Linked DNA regions of Columba livia: region 2 is linked to region 1. The links are chromatin contacts, called in public Hi-C maps. All regions are on one chromosome and are shown on one strand. The core of a region is the stretch at or near the end of the contact, and the rest is flanking DNA. Distances in the headings are between cores, read along the strand shown. Region 1 has its middle 6.0 kb from the start of TBX18. Region 2 has its middle 110 kb from the start of NT5E.

Evidence for each region. A called contact is a pair of places that touch in the nucleus more often than the background predicts.
Region 2: a contact with region 1 is called in a Hi-C map of crop, with 2.2 times the contacts expected there. The contact joins two enhancer-like sites. A contact is called at or near these places in 2 of 2 Hi-C or Micro-C datasets (crop and liver).

What each region holds. Positions count from the first base shown.
Region 1 is chr3:37,242,024-37,244,723 of bColLiv1.pat.W.v2, forward strand. No RefSeq gene overlaps it. Among named protein-coding and RNA genes, the nearest start is that of TBX18, 6.0 kb to the left of the region's middle. Within about 2 kb of position 1,423, at least 2 of the 3 cell types and tissues checked have an H3K27ac peak away from gene starts, as active enhancers do.
Region 2 is chr3:37,394,429-37,397,128 of bColLiv1.pat.W.v2, forward strand. No RefSeq gene overlaps it. Among named protein-coding and RNA genes, the nearest start is that of NT5E, 110 kb to the right of the region's middle. Within about 2 kb of position 1,278, at least 2 of the 3 cell types and tissues checked have an H3K27ac peak away from gene starts, as active enhancers do.

The DNA of each region.
Region 1 (2,700 bases), core at 173-2,672:
ATAGACTTTTCATTACTCCAGTCACAAAACAAACGTTTGCAAACGCTGAACGAGGGTTGAAGAAACTTTTGGCTTTATTTTTTTATTGCTTTCCTATAAATTTAACTCATATTTTCACTATTGTCTCATGAAGAATATGAAAACATGTATGGAATTAAATTAAATTAGGTAGTCACTAATTGGCAATATTTATGTTTGCAAGGCTGAGATATCAGCAGCAAAAAGACACGGTATATCCCCGTTTCATAATAACGTCGATCTACGGGAACATTTATATCATACCATTGTAAGAAATGATGTGTAATTCAACAACACTTTTTAAGCAAGACTTGTGTCTTTTTATGGTAACCCTCGCTCTTTCGTCAGGGCTAGTTCTCATATTACATGAAATGTACTTTAAGAAGTACTACCTGCTCCAGCTGTCCAGGAAAAACTGAATTATGGAACTAGGAAACATATGGTAGTTGCATATTGCACGAGTAAGGTACATATGAAAGTTATAAATTTCTTTTTTAAGTAACCATTGTAAACGCATTTTTATAGGTTTCACAGTATGTATTACATTTGTAATTTTAATTTTTGCAATATACCTTTTTAAAGATACCTATGTTTTCTGTACTCTAGGGAAGGAAATGCAAAGAGACGTTTATGCCAAAAAAAAAAAAATTGCTGCCAGCAGAACAAACAAGCAAGGTAAATAAACGGGGAAGCTGAACTTCCTCACAATGGAAAGGACACTATGCCATCTATTGGCAAAGCAGTTATTTACAAAGCCAAGGGTACCCAAGCGAGTATTTTCCGTTCTTTGAATGCTGCGTAGCAAAGTGTCGCAGTCATAGTTTCGGTATATTGCAAACAAATGAATAAAGAGTTTTCCATGGAGGTCCGGGAAAAAAAGAAAAAAAAATAAAGGGCAAAGTCAGTGAATTTATACCTCACAAATTAAGTCATTAACTCACAAGGGGATTTTGCAGCTAATTGCAAACTCCCTTCTTGGAGAGCCCGAGTGGGAGAGGTTTAGCGTTTTCGATTGTTTTATTACTGAACCGTGTCAAAGAAGGATTTCTTTTTCCTTTAAATGCGAGGTTACTTAAGGACTTTACGGTCACAAAACAACCCAGTAGGCTGCTTTAGAAGCCGACCTTACAGTCTCTGCTTAGTTAAGACTTCCTCTGGACATTACGCGAGTCTGACTGTAGGATCGTCGTGTCGTGTGTCCCCCCCCCCCTCCACTTCCCTCCTTTTTCCATGCCTCGCAGAGCTATCCCGAAACACGACTCTGATCTGCAAGGCGGTGTATAAGCTTCCCTGGAAAGGCAGCAGCGAGGGAGCCCGCGGGCCGGGGGCGGCGGGGCCGGCTGGGGCAGGGGGTGCGCGGCTCCGCAACCAGCCCTGACCGGCCGCCGCCGGGTCTCGCAAAAGACGCTGGTTCTCAGCGGCGGAAAAAGCTCATCCCGCAGGAGAGAGCTGCTAGTGCTTTTCCCCTTTCCAGGGAGGGGAAGGAAAAGATGATATTTCCCCATCAACTATAAATAAACCGAAATAATTGAACAGACGTGAAGGGAATAGTCAATTTTTCCCGTTGCAAGCGCAGATCAATTTCTGAACGAAAGTCCCTGCCTCTCTGCCTTGAACTGGCTTTTTTTCCTGCGACTCTCACTTGCTGAGGGATTGGCTTCTTCCCTGCCATGACTAGCTCGGTACTGCTCAGTGGAAAACACGAAAGCCTTTTGGTTTAGCTTTCAACGTTGTAATCTCTCTTTCGCTGTCCCGCGGAAGGCGGCTCTGCGTTTCTTGCCTAGATGTGTGCATTGGGGTGGGGGAGAAATTCCTGGGAGCACCTGTATTTCTCGGCTTGAAAGGTTAATCTTTACCCACACAGGAAAATTAAAGAAAAAAATAAATAAAATCCCTAAAGAAACCCCCAAACCAGTCCCCTCCGTCTAAAACCAGACCCCAGAGGACAGGAAAATATAAAATCCAGACCCTACACTCATACGCTTTTACTACTCTTCTCGGTGTGAACGTGTGAGTAGATGGTGTTTTACAAAGTTGTCTGAATTTCTTGAAAGGCCGTTCCTGTGTTTATATGCGAGGGGAATTGAAATGTCTCGCTGACTGAAAGGCACCTTCGCCGATTGGTTTTTACCCCAGCAGCTGTTGCGGGGCTGGGACCCCGAAGGCTTCTCCTCGAAGCCTCACGCCTGGATTTTCGGATCAGCCTCGCGCGTCCCTCTCACACAGAGAAGCCCAAACCCACGCACCCGGGATCGCAGGCCCTCAATTTCGCTTTTTTTTTTTTTTTTTTTTTTTTTGTTGTTTGTTTGTTTGTTTGTTTTTCTTTTTCTTTTTTTCTTTTTCCCCGCAGACACCCCCGAAGCCCGGGCGAGCCGCTGGCTGGCTGCGGAGCTCCACGCCGGCCGAGGTGATGAGGCTTCGCGCACCCCGGAATGTCGCCGAGACTCTTCGCAGTCTCGCGTCTGTGCCGGGGCATCAACATCGCCCGCAGCCGCGCTCCCTCTGCTCCACCTGCCCGCTTTGGGGGGAACTTGGTGTGGGAACGGGGCCGTCACTCCATGACGCCCGGCCAGGAGACCTCGGCGGTGGCGGACGAGTGGGTTTGCGAAGAGCCGTCGGAGAAAAGAGCAGGCAGGCAGGCTTTACGGGTAGAAAGGCATTTATCGAGGATAAAGCTGAACT
Region 2 (2,700 bases), core at 28-2,527, 150 kb after region 1:
AAACATTCACGGCTGGAACTCACCTACATCACTTACAGGTTTTATACGTTGAGACAGGATACTGGCACATCACCAAAGCTACATTTTTGTGAATCTCAGTTTTTTAAATGCATCTCAAGCCAATCTCTCTGAAGTAGCCCTGTGAAATATGAATGATAACCAAGGTAGTTTTCATCTACAGGCGATGAAGCATTACCTGTTCATCATCAAAGGAGAGACAGAGACACATGGAGGGTGCAGTTCACCTCAGCCTAGATTCATGTGAGATGAATCCTGACCAGAAAGTCCCCATGGAAGAGTGCAATGTCGTGTGGGACACCCACCCCCACTCTGAGCAAGCATGCAGAGGGAACACAACAGTGGCCTGAAGCCCCAGCCAGGCTGGGAAGGTTTCTTGAACTGCTGGGCACAGCACCAGAATAAAGAGATCTACCACTTCCCTGGGTCTTCAGGGGCATAGCAACCATGAGATGGGTTTTCTGTTTTAAAGACAGATCACATATTCAGAGAATTGCTGTTCACCATCAAGTTCCTGGAACTGTAGAGGTTCACCCAAAACAAGTTACCAGTGGTTTCAAGCTTTCATCTCTACCTGTGGTAATCAGATATTTACTTTCTGCTTGTTCCCAGCTGAGAGCTGTAAGAATTCTGGGTAAACAACCCAGTCTCCTCATTAACCTTGTTGCAGGTGCTAGACACACAGCCCTTCTGATGAGCAGAGCAATTTCCAAAGGGAAAACACAAAAAGGCTCAATTTACCTTGGCTGTCTCGGCACCCATCCCACCCCACCCCTCCCCACCATCAGTCATCTGGATGAAGACACAATGTAGTTGTCTGGATAAAATCACTGGTTTGGAGGGTTGGCAGACTCTCTGAGGTCCTAAGCTGATCTACTGTAGGAGATCCAGTCACTCAGCTCCCACTGTCTTCCCAGGCTTTGAATTTGGGGGAGCATTTAGAAAGCAAATCTTTGGGAACTTCATTTCACTCTGGGAATGTGCTTTGCCTGGAAGCATGTGACTTCAGTCTCAACAGGGCTAGCAAGCTGCTCACAATGCGCATTTTCAAAGACATATGGGCCAAAAGTCAATGGGACTTTTCCCGAGTAGTAAGAGTGGGTTATCCAACATCAACACACAGCTATTTCTGCAAATGTGTGACAACATGCCACAAGCCTCCAGAGCAGTCTTCCCAAGAAATGCCACCAATGCAATTAGGCTTTCTGCCATGATACTCTGGGCAGCAAGGCAGCCTGGGATCAACTCAAGAGCTGAAGCAAAAGCTGGGGTTTGCCTGTGAGCAGCATTCTTCTCTAAATTAAAACCCTGATATTTTATACTATGGAAGTCAGTCTTGGAAAATGGGGGATTCGTCAAGGTAAGGAACAATTTAGTAGTTTAATTATGAGCCCTTTAATGTATTTTCATAATCAGTTAATAAATACCTTAACAATAAAATTGAATTTAAGCTTTTAATAGGCTGTGTTGGATTGAACCTAAACAAAAGAATTAGCAGCTCCAGGCATTGTGCAATAACTTCTCACTGCTTGGTGCCAGGAGAAACAAAGCATTTCAAGTACATTTTTTTGTACCTCACTATAATAAACGCTTGTAATATTCCCCAATTTCTGGAGTGTAAGATGCAGATCTTATTTATCACAGTATGTGACACATCTGGCACATGGATCAGGAAACAACTGTTTTACTTCATTTCTGTCATCACCTTCCAACAGATTTCTTTCACATTCCAATTTGGACGAGAGAACTTGGACTTTCTCTCCATAAGTTCTCCATTAACAGTTTCACAGCAACAAGCACGATTGGTTCGTTCTCCTTCCACAGCAATTAGTTACACCAAGCTGCATATTTTGACTTTTATTACAAGCGAACATGTAAAATTGCTGGTATTTACTCCTATCTGCTCCCAGCGCCTCTGTCACAGGCAGAGTAGATAGATGCTTGCTGACTGTCATTACCTCCGTTTAGTACCGCTTTCGAGTGGCGTCGCTGCCTGGATGCGCGTTGCCGGTTTCTGCCGCCTCCTGTCACTGTTATTAACATGTGTTTTATTTACAGTAGGGCTTTTGTTATGTCACAGAGCGTGTTTTGCAGCTGAAGAGAGCTCTCTGTCTTCTGCTTGAGTAGGGGCAAGCATATCAAACTCACTGAGATGAGAGCTTTGCAAGCTGCAGGAACGACTGCACTAATAAAGCTTGAAAAGCTTGAATTACACTGGAACCCACAAAAATTTTCAAATTAAAAAGCCATATTTAGAGGCCTCCTGTGGACTGTGATTTTATTTAGTTTAATCCCCTCTTGAGGCCAATTAGGTAGACACCCTTCTGCACATGCATACACCAGAACAACAACAACAAATATATATATATATGACTAGTTAAAAAGGGGGGTAGTATATCACTCATCCATTCAAAGACTGAAATTCTTTTCCCTTCTGTTGTCCTTGAAAATAACATGGCTGTCAGAAATCAATAAAAGTACATGCAAACAGTACTCATTTTATTTTTCTAGGCTGTGCTTTAACTTTCCCTTGTTTCTTTCTGCAACATCTAGTAAATTTTCACTGTTTCACCAAATGTATAATAAGTGCAAAACCTCCAGTGTTACTGGCAGGGAAGGGCCGGTGGCCTTGTTTCTTAGCCTGGGAAGTAAAGAGGTGCTGTGAAAATAAATTCTTCAGGC